Linked DNA regions of Drosophila melanogaster: region 1 is linked to region 2. The links are chromatin contacts, called in public HiChIP or PLAC-seq maps. All regions are on one chromosome and are shown on one strand. The core of a region is the stretch at or near the end of the contact, and the rest is flanking DNA. Distances in the headings are between cores, read along the strand shown.

Region 1 (6,636 bases), core at 3,891-6,390, 220 kb before region 2:
GCTCGATCAGCTCCTCCACCTTGTTGTGCCGGATGTTTGTGTTGATCGAGGCCACTGCCTGGCGGGAAAGATCGTTGGCCACGATCTGGCGTACACCGGCGATTTCCTGCGCGTAACGGATGCTACGCAAACCGGTGGCTGCCAGTGCCTCCAGGATCCGAAGTCCATCCTCATATCGAGTACCGGCCTCATAAACAGGTGGATCCTCGGGAACGGGAGTGGTCTTCTCATCCTCCTGTTCCTTGACCTTCTTCCGCTGCTTTTTGAGCGCCTTTTCGCTCCGCTCCTTGGTCAATCTCTGTCGATAAACATTCAGAGCAGCAATGCTCAGATCTCGATTGAATTCCTGGACAGGATTGTAGAACACATTGCCGCCGGAAACGATCTCCGCATTACGTTCGCGTATCACGTTTTCGTTGGGATTTTCAGCAATAATCTGCAATCGTAATGCTTAGCTTAATGTGGTTTATTTATAATGTGTTTTTCTTTAAGAACCTGCGGCTTTTCCTCGTCCACTTCCATTTGGATGAGTTAAAAGAATACACGTGGGGCAGTGTTGAAAAACGTAAGCTACTAGCTATTAAGCTTTAAAACTAAAAATATACACAAATTTGTTGTTTTTTATATGAAATACGAAATAAACATTACAGAATTATATTTAAGTTTAATTTAGTTTCAAAATTTACAATTTGGGTATATTCTCTGTAATAATACATCCCATAAAATGATGTTGAATAAAAATGGTTCTTAATATTTATTTGAATTATTTAAAGATTAAAATAAATTAAAATAATAAATTGACATTAAATATGACTGGAAAATAAAACTTGAAGCTAGCTACTTTGCCACCACCAGGATTATCGAAAGGACTATCGAACCAAAGTCCGCCCCTATGCTTGATAAAGAAATTAATTTGCAGAAGTGAAACAGCCGCAGCCGCAAACAGAAGCAAAAGAGCTAGAAGTGATAGCATTTTTGTACTTTTATACAGTGCCACAAAGAAGCCACAGAATGACCGATCTGCGCAACGAGATGGACAGCGATCTGGACCAGAACTACTCCCTGAACAGCAATGCGGACCCCAAAAACATGCAGGAGCTGACCATATACGTGAGTAATGCCCGAACCGGGAACCACCCAGTAAATAGAGACACCAAATGAGCACCCAGTAAACCTGCCTCCTGTTATCAGGTACAAAATCTGTTGCAGAACGTTCAGGACAAGTTCCAGACGATGTCGGACCAGATAATAACGCGCATCGATGACATGGGCAACCGCATCGACGATCTGGAGAAGAGCATTGCGGATCTGATGAACCAGGCCGGGATCGAGGGTCAGGGACCGGAGAAATGAGATCCGTAGCGCTGGCACGGCCACGCCCATTCGGAAAGTGCATCCCAATACCATTAGATACATACATCGAACACCTGGCACCCAGTCACCCGTATCAAGTTTACAATTCCAGGTTCTCACATTCATTTAATCTCCTCCGCACCCAGCTGCTCCCCAAGAAATGAAGAAAAGAACACATTTGCTCATCCATTTATTGCTTAGTTTTAAGTTTCGCCCGGTCGGGGCACATCATAATTTAAGTAAAGTAATTCTTTTGTGAGCAATGGCCAATAATTTTGAATTATTGCCGTTTAGTTTCTATTTATAAATTAAAAATTCAAGAATTGTAAATTCCCTGCTATTTGGGTGTTCAGGACTTCGATTTAACAACGGTTACCAGGCGACCAGTTCCCGATTTGTGTTTCCTCACCTGAAAGTTTATTGCGAAAAGGGGAAGAGAAGCGCGTCATTTCCGCTTGATTAGTTATGATATGCATATATTTAGTATTGTTTATCTGGGACAAATAATGCAAATCGTGACCCGTGTCCATTAATAAAAAGTGTATGGAAATCAGCGCTGAATGGCAAGGAGTGCTATATAACAATCCCTACTTTTAAAAGGAAAATCAACATTGATTTGTGGACCAGAATGATTTTCGAATATTAATTGCAATTTGTGTTGCTTCTACATATCATGTTTTTTAAGGCAATGAGATAGAGAGTGGTAATACATTCTGATTAAATTATGAAAGGAAGCTCTGAGACTGCGGGGTTACAAAAACCAATTAAGATAAACCCTTAGAAGTATGTTCCTAATTCAATTTTATTTAAGCTCTTGCTACGATTCCAGAATGTGCCTGCAATACTGATGTGAGCTCTAGGAACTCTACTACTGGTCATAATTTGAGTGCTAGTGCTGGGGCACGTGGAACTGCTTCTGCAGCCTTACATGGGTGGAGGCCACCGCCTTGAATGGATGTTTGACCGTTTGTCTGCTGGGCTTCGAAGGAGCAGAAGTGGCACTGGCACTGGTCGATGGCGTGGCTATATCCTTGCTGGCAGATCGGATCTTGGCCCCAAAAACATTCTCCCGCGGAGGAACCTGGTTGCCCGGCTGCGTGGGTTCCCTCTCGTCATCCGTTGCCGTTCCAGATTCCTCGTCCTCTTCGCCACTTTGCTCGGTTTCCTTGGGAGGAATGGAGTTATTCTATCATTCCATAATCATGCCAAATCATACCTCATCTTCATCATCTTCCTCTTCATCCTGCTCGTCGGTTTCATCTTCGGGTTCTGTTTTACTTCCATGATTGATTCCGGCTCCCGTCAGATTCCTATTGCTCCTGGACAACTTCGGGCGCCTCTTGAGCGGACTGACCAGGTGCTCGTGCTCCAAGCTATCCATCGACTGGGAGCGCAGTCCCTTTTTGAGTGCAGTTTTCCTGGAAGCCAGCTCTTCTTTGGTCTTCATGAGTTTCTGAAACTCAATGAAATCGTCGCGCTCATCAATGGTTCCAATATCATAGTAGCTTGCGCTGAGTATCTCCAATGCCTTGGTGTGCTGTTTCATGGCGATCAGTATAAAATCGCTGATTATCTGCTTTAAGTCGCGCAACTTCCGCTGCTCGAAGTTGCCAATAATGTCGTCTATCTCCTTGTTTGTGCGCTGCACCTCCATTTTGGCCTTAAACAGCTCCGAATCGGCGGCACTCTACGGTAAGTTTTGGGAATTATATAAGAAGTAAATTGTTCGTTTTAATACCCACATTGTTCGCAGAAAACTTTGACTTGAGCTCAAGCATCTGGCGCTGACGTAGTACCTCCTTATCCCGCGCTATGACAGCCAGTCGAAGATTGTCCCTTGTGGACTTGCAAAGCTGCTCGAATTGCGCCAACTCGTTGACAATCTACATAAGTCAATAATATGATATAAGATGCAGATTTAAAAAAGGATAATTCACCTTGTGTTCCAATCGGTGTACATTGATGTCCATGTAATCACCCATTATGGTAACCGCGTTGGTGAAGCTCTTCAGTCCCTGACAGAGACTCTCGTTGATTTCCTCGTCGTCGGCGTAGCTCTTCACACTCTTGGCCAACTCATCAAAGGAGTCCCGATATCTGCAAGGTCTTATGATTATTCATTCAGATTTATTTATTTACCAAACTCACTTGGCCATTTTCCGCGTTACCAAAGCAAACGAAGAGCACATCTCCATTAGATGCCTTTCTGTTATGTTTATGCGCTCGTTTATTATTTTAACACGGTCATCTTTGGTGTTTAGAAAGGATAGTTTTCCACGACGAAACATTATTATTTTATTTTAGTCCCTTATATTTGTTTTCCTTCTTTATTTATTTTATTTCGACAATAAAATCAAGTGAAAACCGTTACCAAGGCAACGTCTAAATTCATCTGGCAACTCTCGTTCGAACAGCCAGCATATTTCCAGCTCTGTAAAATTAACAGAAATGTTAAGAACCTACTGCTGCCAGGTGGCGCTAGTATCAGCGTCTTCTGCAAGTACATAGATGGCGCAAGAATAAAGTTTATCAAGGAAATTTAAAACATTCTAAAAATATTCAATCCTAAAATAAATATCTGAATATGGGTACTTCATTTTTTTCCAACAGTGTCAAGGTCAAGAGCACGTTTCGTTATAATCTGTGAGTGTTTCTGTCTGTCATCCGGTGTCTAAATTTAAATTCGAAAGATTTATGACTAATTAAGAGACTGCAAATGATAAAGAAAAATATATATAATTAGTATATATAAAAAAATAGAAAATATACTACGATATTTACCTGAAGATCATAGCATTGTAAATAGTTTATTTAAAAACAAGTCAATCTGATATTTTAAAATATCGTTGGTCCTAAAAGCCAAGCTTTACTCACTTAAATATATGTAGGACTAAGCTGACTCAAATTCTTCTCACTTCGAAGCCTTGACAACCAAATCTTGTTTTTTGGGGAATTTATTGACTCGACCGCAAGAATGTTGTGTCAACGATTAACCGAAAATGGTAATTTATTTTAAATGCTCCTCTGCCACTTAAAGGCATAGTGCAATCAAACCTGTATTTAGTAAAACGAAAATAGCAGTTCGAATAAAACCAACGAAAGTGTAGTTAAAACAGAATCCGGTTCGTGGGACCACGACAAGAATTACAAGTTGTAGAGCATGAAGAGCAGCCTGCAGGAGATTTTAACAGCTGTAGCTGCGCCGATCGCGATTTCAATCTGGTCGAAAACCATAAAGCAACACGGCTCCCAAGAGGCAAGTTCAGGTAAAAGGGGGCAGGTGGACTTCATTGTCAATCCAAGAACGTAGCTTGGCGCGCGTTCCTTGTCGCTAACTATATCCCCGCCTCTTTCTCGGCGCTGTCGGCCATCCGCTTTGAATTTCTGATTTTTATACATACACCTCGAACTCCAACGGTTTTGGTCAAGGGACTGCACTGGAGGACATTCGCGTTCCGCTGGCGACATTCATTTTTGCTCCCACTGACGTGTCAATGAATATTCTTTTTGTAAAATTTCTGCTACTTTTTGGGTAAACAGGATGGGGCATCTTTGGTAGTGGATCTGTTGTAAAAATATAAAATTGAAAGTTCTTTAGTTATTTTTCTTTTTTTTTTTTAATTAAAACATTGTTGAATGCACATTTGGAGCACTCGGAAGACCCTTCTTCGCTCTCGTATTCTTCTCTGCGCATTCCTCCCTTTCCCGGTCTCTCTTCTCAATTCTTTGTTTTTTTTTGAGTGCCAACGACGTGAGCTGGTATAAATGAAGCCAAAATCGTACGCAACCGTTTAGTCCGAAACGTTTCATTAAAGCCAACGCACGTTGAAGATCGCGCGTTCTTCTCCGATCTTTCGAAATCGAGTGATTCAAGCGATCCACAGAAATAACTGTATGACACCGGTAACAATAATAAAATTTATGCAAATTCGCGGTTGTCGGCATGTGTATGTGAATGAAATTGTGTGCGTGAACAATTTCCGCTTCGGCGCTGACAAAAATGTTTACAAACAAACAATTTGCAGCTTGTTTAGGCTGTCTGGGCAATAATTTGGATGCCTAATTTACTTCACGCAGCTGTTTGCGAAATATTTACTTGTGCTCACTTTTATGCTGAGCCCAACATAAACAATAGCTTTCTAAAACTATCAGACATTAAAAATGCTATTTAAAGTTTATAGTTGCTAATTTTGAAGACCTTGAAAAATTTACTGTCGGGCAAGATATTTAAATAATTTTCTGATGTGCAAAAATTCCAGTTCATTTTGAGATTATAATACATTCTAGATTTAAATCAGTGTATAATTATACAAATTCTTTACGGCTTTTTATATTTATCAGAACTGTAATTGGGTGTTATATCGTAAGTTCTCTCGGGTCAAAAAGATCATTCATAATCGGATTAACTAAAGATTTCCAATAAATTGCCGATCTTTGGCATATTCGTTAGTAAAATCGTGATTAAACCCGGCTCAATCAAGGCGTGACTACTTTATCGATGGAATTAAAAAGAAGCACTCTATCATAACCATTTAATTACTGAGAATAGTCTTTAGCTCCGTTTTCATTTCCTTGGAAGAAAATTCTCAATAGCTGCCCATTAGGGAAATAAGCAAATGATGCTTTTGTTTACAGAAACAACAACCTTGAACTAAACACCAAGCGCATTTAACAGGTGATTCGAGCAGCCGTTGAATAGACATAGTTCCATACAATGCAATCGAAGTGGAATTGAAATACGAATGGGGCGACTGAAACATTCAGCAACTGTGACAGGGACACATTTAAAGTCTGAAATACAAATATAGTGGAATAGAGAAGCCCGCGTGCAGCTAACGAAGCATAGACAAAAACTGATTAAGTAAATTGAAAACACAACTAAATTTACAAAAGGTTCAATGAGCAACGGCGACTTTCAAACACCCTTTTAATCGAAATTTTAAAATATTAGTAGCAAATGCCCTTTTAGAACTGCTTTTATATATATATAATTATAAAGATAAAGTTATATTATATTATATTTTTTATAGTAGTAGATACAATAGTTAATGAACCAGTAAGCTATAACGGAAACAAAAAGGTGTAACGAAAATAAAAGTTAACTTAAATGTGCCTAAGAACATTACTAATACGCTGCATTCTGTACACAGTGGAGTCCCCAAATATTGTACCCAGTTGACGGGCACAGTGTAGCGCTCTTCCCACAACACTTGCCGCCTGCCATTTGGAATATTTATAAGCCCAGCGGCTAATTGAGTGAGAGGGAGAGCAAGAGAGCGGTCA
Region 2 (6,637 bases), core at 800-3,299:
GTCCAAGCAACCCGCAAAGAGGGTGGTGTAGTGGGTATATTCCGGTGCCCCATAGGCTGATGCCATTTTGAAAGGCTGCGCGAGTTCCACATTCGAAACCGCCTGCTCGGCATTACTTTGCCAGTCCTCCAGTGTTTTTTCGGCGAGCTGCTCCGTCATCAGCTTGTAGATTCCACACTCGGGAACGCTATTGAAATCGCCACAAAATATTAGTCCAATGTTTTTGTGGCTACTTATGTTAAAGTCCTTTATAGCTTTGCTAATAGATTGCTCTACGAATAGCATGGAAAATCCCATTTGCAGCAGGCGAATGTGATCTGCATCCGGATGGAAATATAAATGCGTGTTGGCCACCAGAACGTAGTTATCGGTACCCTTTATTCTAAGCAAACAAGTTTGCAGAGTGGTGGACCGTTCACAGATTCGTTCTGCTAATTGTGCGTTAACTTTGATCTTATTCCAAAGGCTTTCAAATACGGGCAGTGCGGGAATATTGGACCCCAAATGCAGGATTTGAGAATCCAAGAGATCGAAGCGCGAGTTCCGAAAGAAAATTGCCACTCCCTCAGCGCATTTGCCTTTCGGGGCCATTATGCCGTGATAGTTATACGGCGGTTGTTCTAGAATTTCCTTTAAATCAAAATCAAATATTCGCTGATCGACTTCTTGTAGACAGAGAATATCGGAGTTATAACCGATGATCTCGTTGATGAACAGTGGCTTCCTATAGTCTATTTGCAGATACTTTGCCGGGCAATAGGAGAACAGAGTGCTACCGGCATAGTCACTACTGGCATATAAATCGGCCAACAAATTGTAAGACACCACACGAATTTCATTCGATTCGCTCAAAGAATTCGTGGTGTGCCTTTGGCGATCTTGGAATGGACAACGCCCGGGAGATTCCTGCACTGCAGAGTTGGTTATCTTCTCCACCACAGGACCCGTCATTCCCAGTGCATTACCCGGCGTCACCACGAACTTCAAATGGTAACCAATATCCTCAGGAGTCACTAGATATTGAAATCCTTCTCCGCACACCTCCCAATCGGTGTCTGTGGGCTTTTTGGCCTTGAACCAAACTGCTTTGCTGAACTGACGTTCTCCGAATTGTATCTGAACATTGGTGGGGTATATTACAAATCCTGCCAATATGCATGAGGGCAAAAATTTTAGGGATGAAATCCACGGTGGATTGAACACCAAATCGTAGACCGTATCTAATACCTGCAGTTTTACATTGCTGATATCTTGGGTGACGACTAGATCCTCAAATGTTAATTCATTGAATTTTTCACCATATTTGTCACTCAGAAGTTTAACATTGATTTCTGCCGGCGGTTTGATTTTTGATTTTTTGCAGGACTTTGCAAGCCTGCCAATAATATTACTCTGAATCCTGGCCAATATCGCATCAATGGGCTCATTCATCTGGCGACGGAAATTGAATTCCCGGTTTATTTTCAAATTCTCATTCACAAAGCGAAACACAATGTCCAATTCTTTGGTATCACTTGCATTTCTCAAATAAACCTTCTCCATTTTACCAGCCAAGGAAGTGCCACAAAATCTGGACAATAGCGAAACTCTAGTTGGAGTTTTATTTCCGAATAATTTATCAGAATTGCGAACTATGTTTTTAAACAAAAAAAACCCCATCAATGTTGCAAATGTTGGAGCGAAGATCGGCGTTGAAGAAGAGAACTTCTCTTAGTTGACTTGTTTTTCGCCGTTTTATCTGGGAAAATTTTGGGTTAGACAACTTTACTTGGTGCACCGATGTCGTAACAACTCACTTGTCCAGATTTAGTTGCAAAATTAATCACATTTAAGTTGTTTTACACCTATTTACAATCGGCAAACAGTCGTGTTGCACGAAAACACCGCAGAAATTAGGCGAAACTGCGCCGATTTCGATAAAAACGAAGAGAGATTTTTACTTTTTCGCTCTGCCACGCCGCGCGATCAGCTGTTGTTTTTGGCATTCACAACGAAACCAACCACATGCTCGGCATTGAGAAACAGCTGATCTTGAGAGAGCTTCTGCCATTAGCAACGTTGAAGCTTTGACGCAAAAGCTTTTAATAAAAGCTTTATTTAATTTCAAATCTTGAAAGCAAAAAGATTTCACTTAAATATTACTTTTTTTCATAAAATTATAAAGCTGATAAATATATGAAGAGTTGCTATGATCTGAAATTGAACATATCGAAGAATAGAAGATTTTTTCTATGAAATAGAAAAAAAATTTCTATATAGGAAACGTTTATTCCTTTTTTGTGGTCATTAGGAGGAACATTATTATTCGCAAAATATACACCCGAACAAAACTATAAAACCTCCTATTTCACTTCAGTTGAAAACTATTTTCACGGCAAACGTCGTAAACATTAAGCTAAGTGTTACGATCCAAATGAGACATCTTGCCCCAACGAAGGAAACTCAACTTTCGGCCAAGTTAAGAAAGGACAACTGAGACGACGGCCATAAAAATTCGAAACAGAAGCCAGATCATATGTGTAGAGCGTATTTGGCAAAGGGGTGGACCAAAGGTATGGAGCACACAAGTGCATAAAACGCCGAAACAAGCCAAGAGATGACTTGGCCAGGCCAAAAAGGAATTGGCTTGGCCCCGAAACAGAGTCAACAACTGTGCGCCACACAAGAGTTTGCCAAAAAGATTGCACTACGAAGGAGCAAATGAAAAAATAAAAATCAAAAACAAGAGAAAAATCGCATAGAACTCTATAAAGGACACAGAGGACCAAAAAGGACAACAACCTGACTGGCAGGGCAAACGAAACCAGTTGAAGAAATGTTGCTGACACCAAAAACGAAACTGCAGGAAGACGCCGATGATGAGGATGAGCCAGGGAATGAGGCTAAGCCCGAGGATGCAGAGAGCATCCTTGGGCCCGAGATGTGGAGCAGAGGCGGTAAGGACAACAACGAAATTAGTTAGCACTTGAGAGAAAGCAGCTTTGGCTCAGTTCCAGGACTCGTTGCTGGCTTACAACACCTGCGGGAAAAAGAAGAGGACTTTTAGCTGCTCCTTCTGTTCCCTACTCCTTTCCTATTGACCCGAACCAGAGATGGCCAAAAAGCTTCGATTAGACACAGTGGATGGAACAAGGACTAGAAACTAACTATAAGTCATTTAAGAGTTTTACATATTGAACATTTTTTAAGCAATATTATATACACTTTTCAAAAATTTACCAGCATTTATATTGAAATTAAGTATAGATGATTATATTCGATAGTATATTTCTGAGATATAAAGATTAAAATCCACCAAAAATCAGCAAAATAGTTAGCTCATCTTCGACAGAAGTGGTGAAAAGCAAGTTCTTGGAGGCAGGCGGCAGCAATTAAATAGCTTCGAGCACTCCGAACTCAATTGCAGCAATTTCAATAACCGTCGAGGACACTCAAAGGACGGCAAGGTCCTTGCGATAATCTGTCATGCAGCGTGGAAGCCCAAGCACCGTGTCGCACACACCCACTCACACACACACAGCACACAGGACGAGTTCACAGCACACCAACCCACTTTCCATTCACACTCAAGGACAACTAGAATATCCGCTTTTGGTCTGAACACTTGAAGAACTTTCTTGCACTCACCTATTTCACTTGCTGCGGGAATTTGCTATATTTCTTCTTATTTTCCTTTTTACACTTGTAGAATTTGTAGCCGAAAGCGGATAACTGGGCTATTTCATTTGTAGTCTTGTGGGGGTAAATACTTTGTATATTTTTTTGTAGATTTTCTTCTTAAGAATTATTGATAAAAGCATGGAAGAGTGACGCGGTACGGCCGAAAGGTTAACACATTGAGAATTTTGCCACCAATAAGCCGAAAAATTGATAAACTTTTATAAAATTATATGTACGTTACACAATCTGATTTGGAAACACTACAACTAAAAATCTATATTGAATCGATTTGACAAGCGTTAGCGCAGCCAACTGGGATGCAAAGCTCTCGCTGTTCATTTTTTATTTTTTATGAACTTTGCTAAAATAAAACTAAATTAAATTTAAAAAAAAGCAAATGAATTGGATACCATAATTGATTGCTATCACTGATTCATATCAGTCGTTCAGCTCACCAAGTCGAACGTTTGACATTAGCAATAAATGAATCAACAAATATAAAAGTTTTGCCAAGAAAGTAATTTGCTAAAATTGGCGAGTCGAGAAAGAAAGTCAAGAGGGTGAGTGGAAAAAAAACCGAAAGAAATTCAATGAGGCTGAAAATTTCCTGGCTCGATGCCAATTGAAGGCAAAGAAAGAAAACAAAACTCGAGTTTCTAATCAATTAAAAAATACAACGAGCGGCGGCAGGGGCAAATCAAGAGTAGAGGGTACGATTTTCGGCAATAAATAAATTACAACCAGCATGCAGTCAAAGCGATTAAATTGAAGGGGAGGCTTCCAGGACTATCTGATGCCGAAGAAAGTACAAAACTTCACTACGTCTGGTGCAATTTTAATTACGACTGCGATAGGAGCAGGTCGAAAGTAATGGCAAGGAGCAAAGACACCAGTCACGAGATACACAAACTCGTTGCGACTGCGAGAATACCCCGTATCTTATTGTGTTGTTTATAGAAAATGTAGGAAGCTACTTTTTGATGATTACATGGAGTCTTTCTTTCAAATTTGCATGAATATTTCGAAGAATATTTACATGAATTGTTTGAAATCATTGCTATATGGTTGTAGATTTAAAATTTCCAAAATAAATACTACTATAAACGTTAACAAATTTTATAAAGATTATGTTACTTATATATTATTATATTATATATTTTCTCCTCATATTTCAATTTCCAAAACCCTAATATGATAATATCCCTAATATCCTAATATATCCCTAACTTAAAACTTCTTTATAGTACCATTTACAAATGAATTAAATTTTAAATCGATTTCAAAAAGGCTTTTCTTGAAATGTCCTTTTGTCATTAATCAAAAAAAAATCTCTCAGTTGCAAATTTCTTTATCGTAAATGCAACATGATATTAAAAAAAATTAAAAATTAAAAAAAAAAATTGGTAACCCATATTTGATCCAAATTACTCCATGTGTAATATATCCTTAGCGCAACTTTTACAGGGTATAGCAGGGCGAAAGGCGCCGAGTCGACTAATCCTTTGGCAAAGTCTTTGACAGTTGTCTTAGATTGCACAACAACAAAGAGGAGAAACACAATAACATCTTCATTATTATCATTATCATTGTTTCCAGCACTGTGGGATGAAAAAGTACAATAAACGAATAAGTACAATAAATAAGCAAACGAAGAAACAACAAACATTATCGCACATCATTATCGTTGTCATTCAGAGAGCGTCGTTCCAGCTTAAAAAAGCCAGCCCAACAAATATATGTATATATATATATACCTATATATATTTGCTTTATTTTGGTGTTTAGTTAGTTTTTATGAGCGTCATTATTTTCGCTTGCCATGGCGCTAAGCATCTTAAGTGGCTCCTGCTCCCGCATTTCCCTCCTATTTTTTAGTGGAGCACTTTCCTCGTGTATTTGTTTTCATAGGCGCAAAATGTCTTCGTCAACTTTTGACGATTTTATAATTTAACTTTTGCCGGGAGAGCTCCTCCTTTTCTCCATTCCTCCATTTCCGCCCGCCGGTTTTTCCTCTTCCTAGTTTCGAAAACAACTTAATAATAAGTGAGTGCTGAGTGCTGGTTGGAGGAAAGTTGACTTGGTTAGAGAAAGACGCCTGCAATTAAGGTGGCACCACCAAGGCTGTGTATTTTTGTTGGGTCTTTTGGGCTAGGCAATTATTACAGGGGATCCAGTGCATTTAGAAAGTTTTCTGTGCGGAAATAATTGTCAAGGATAACCATGGTAATTGTAGGGAAAAACTGATAAACTGAAAAGCAAAGCTCGTTGCTCATTGTTGTCTTTTGCACACAGAATTCTGAGCAAAATGTTACTAAAATAGGGGCATTGCAAATGCAAGAAGCCCATACGAACGTATTTTCTGAAGACAAATTAACAAATACATTATCATTAAACATTAAGTACTCATATTTGCTGGTCAATTATGCATTAAGATACTCAAAATTCCATGATATTTAGGCACATTAAATAAACAACATACTAAAGATTATAAATATATTTTTTAAATTATATGTATTCATTGTCACAATTAGGCCACAAAGCCCTAACAGGAACGTTTTTTTAAGATCTAGCGAATTGTATTCTATTTTAAAAACTTTATTCTAGTAATATAACCCAATGACATTTAAAAGCTTCTTAATATAGAAAATAAAATAAATTGGGTTGGAGAACAAATAACTTATTCCTTTGAATAGCATTCAAGACATCTGCAAGTGAAGTCTACTACGTTAATGCCATCTCCATTTAATACCTGAGCTTACTCACCTGTTAACTTAGCCCAAAAGGGTTGTTACCAAACTAATTTCAGGTCCTAAAAGTTTACTCTAAGTTAGCTAATTTGATTAAGGTAAATGGACTGGCCAGCTGTAAAGGCATAATGTTTAAGATACAGCCATTTAAATACAGCCATTTGCATACATCACTCGCAGGCATCGTCATCAATATAAATTTGTTTTGTCAGAGCTGCTTTATTTTGTAA

Evidence for each region. HiChIP or PLAC-seq counts read pairs in DNA pulled down with a chosen protein or histone mark.
Region 1: a contact with region 2 is called in an H3K27ac HiChIP or PLAC-seq map of the Kc167 cell line, with 9 times the contacts expected there. The contact joins the promoter of vir-1 here to the promoter of CG31759 in region 2. A contact is called at or near these places in 6 of 107 Hi-C or Micro-C datasets (the Kc167 cell line, brain, central nervous system and 2 more) and 1 of 6 datasets of contacts at active chromatin or transcription factors (the Kc167 cell line).

What each region holds. Positions count from the first base shown.
Region 1 is chr2L:12,421,943-12,428,578 of dm6, reverse strand. It overlaps vir-1 (virus-induced RNA 1), which reads left to right and starts at 5,140. Exons shown (of 6, transcript NM_165011.3): 1 at 5,140-5,256. It overlaps Fam92, which reads right to left and starts at 3,675. Exons shown (of 5, transcript NM_135720.2): 1 at 3,502-3,675; 2 at 3,291-3,450; 3 at 3,096-3,236; 4 at 2,570-3,040; 5 at 2,139-2,518. The coding sequence starts at 3,641. The coding sequence ends at 2,243. It overlaps CG5446, which reads left to right and starts at 870. Exons shown (of 2, transcript NM_001273485.1): 1 at 870-1,110; 2 at 1,192-1,948. The coding sequence starts at 1,012. The coding sequence ends at 1,353. Trm1 (tRNA methyltransferase 1) reads right to left here and starts at 551. Exons shown (of 4, transcript NM_135722.4): 1 at 496-551; 2 at 1-436. The coding sequence starts at 522.
Region 2 is chr2L:12,203,121-12,209,757 of dm6, reverse strand. CG31759 reads right to left here and starts at 2,049. Exons shown (of 2, transcript NM_165001.3): 1 at 1,797-2,049; 2 at 1-1,738. The coding sequence starts at 1,542. The region is part of intron 1 of bru1 (bruno 1); the gene reads right to left.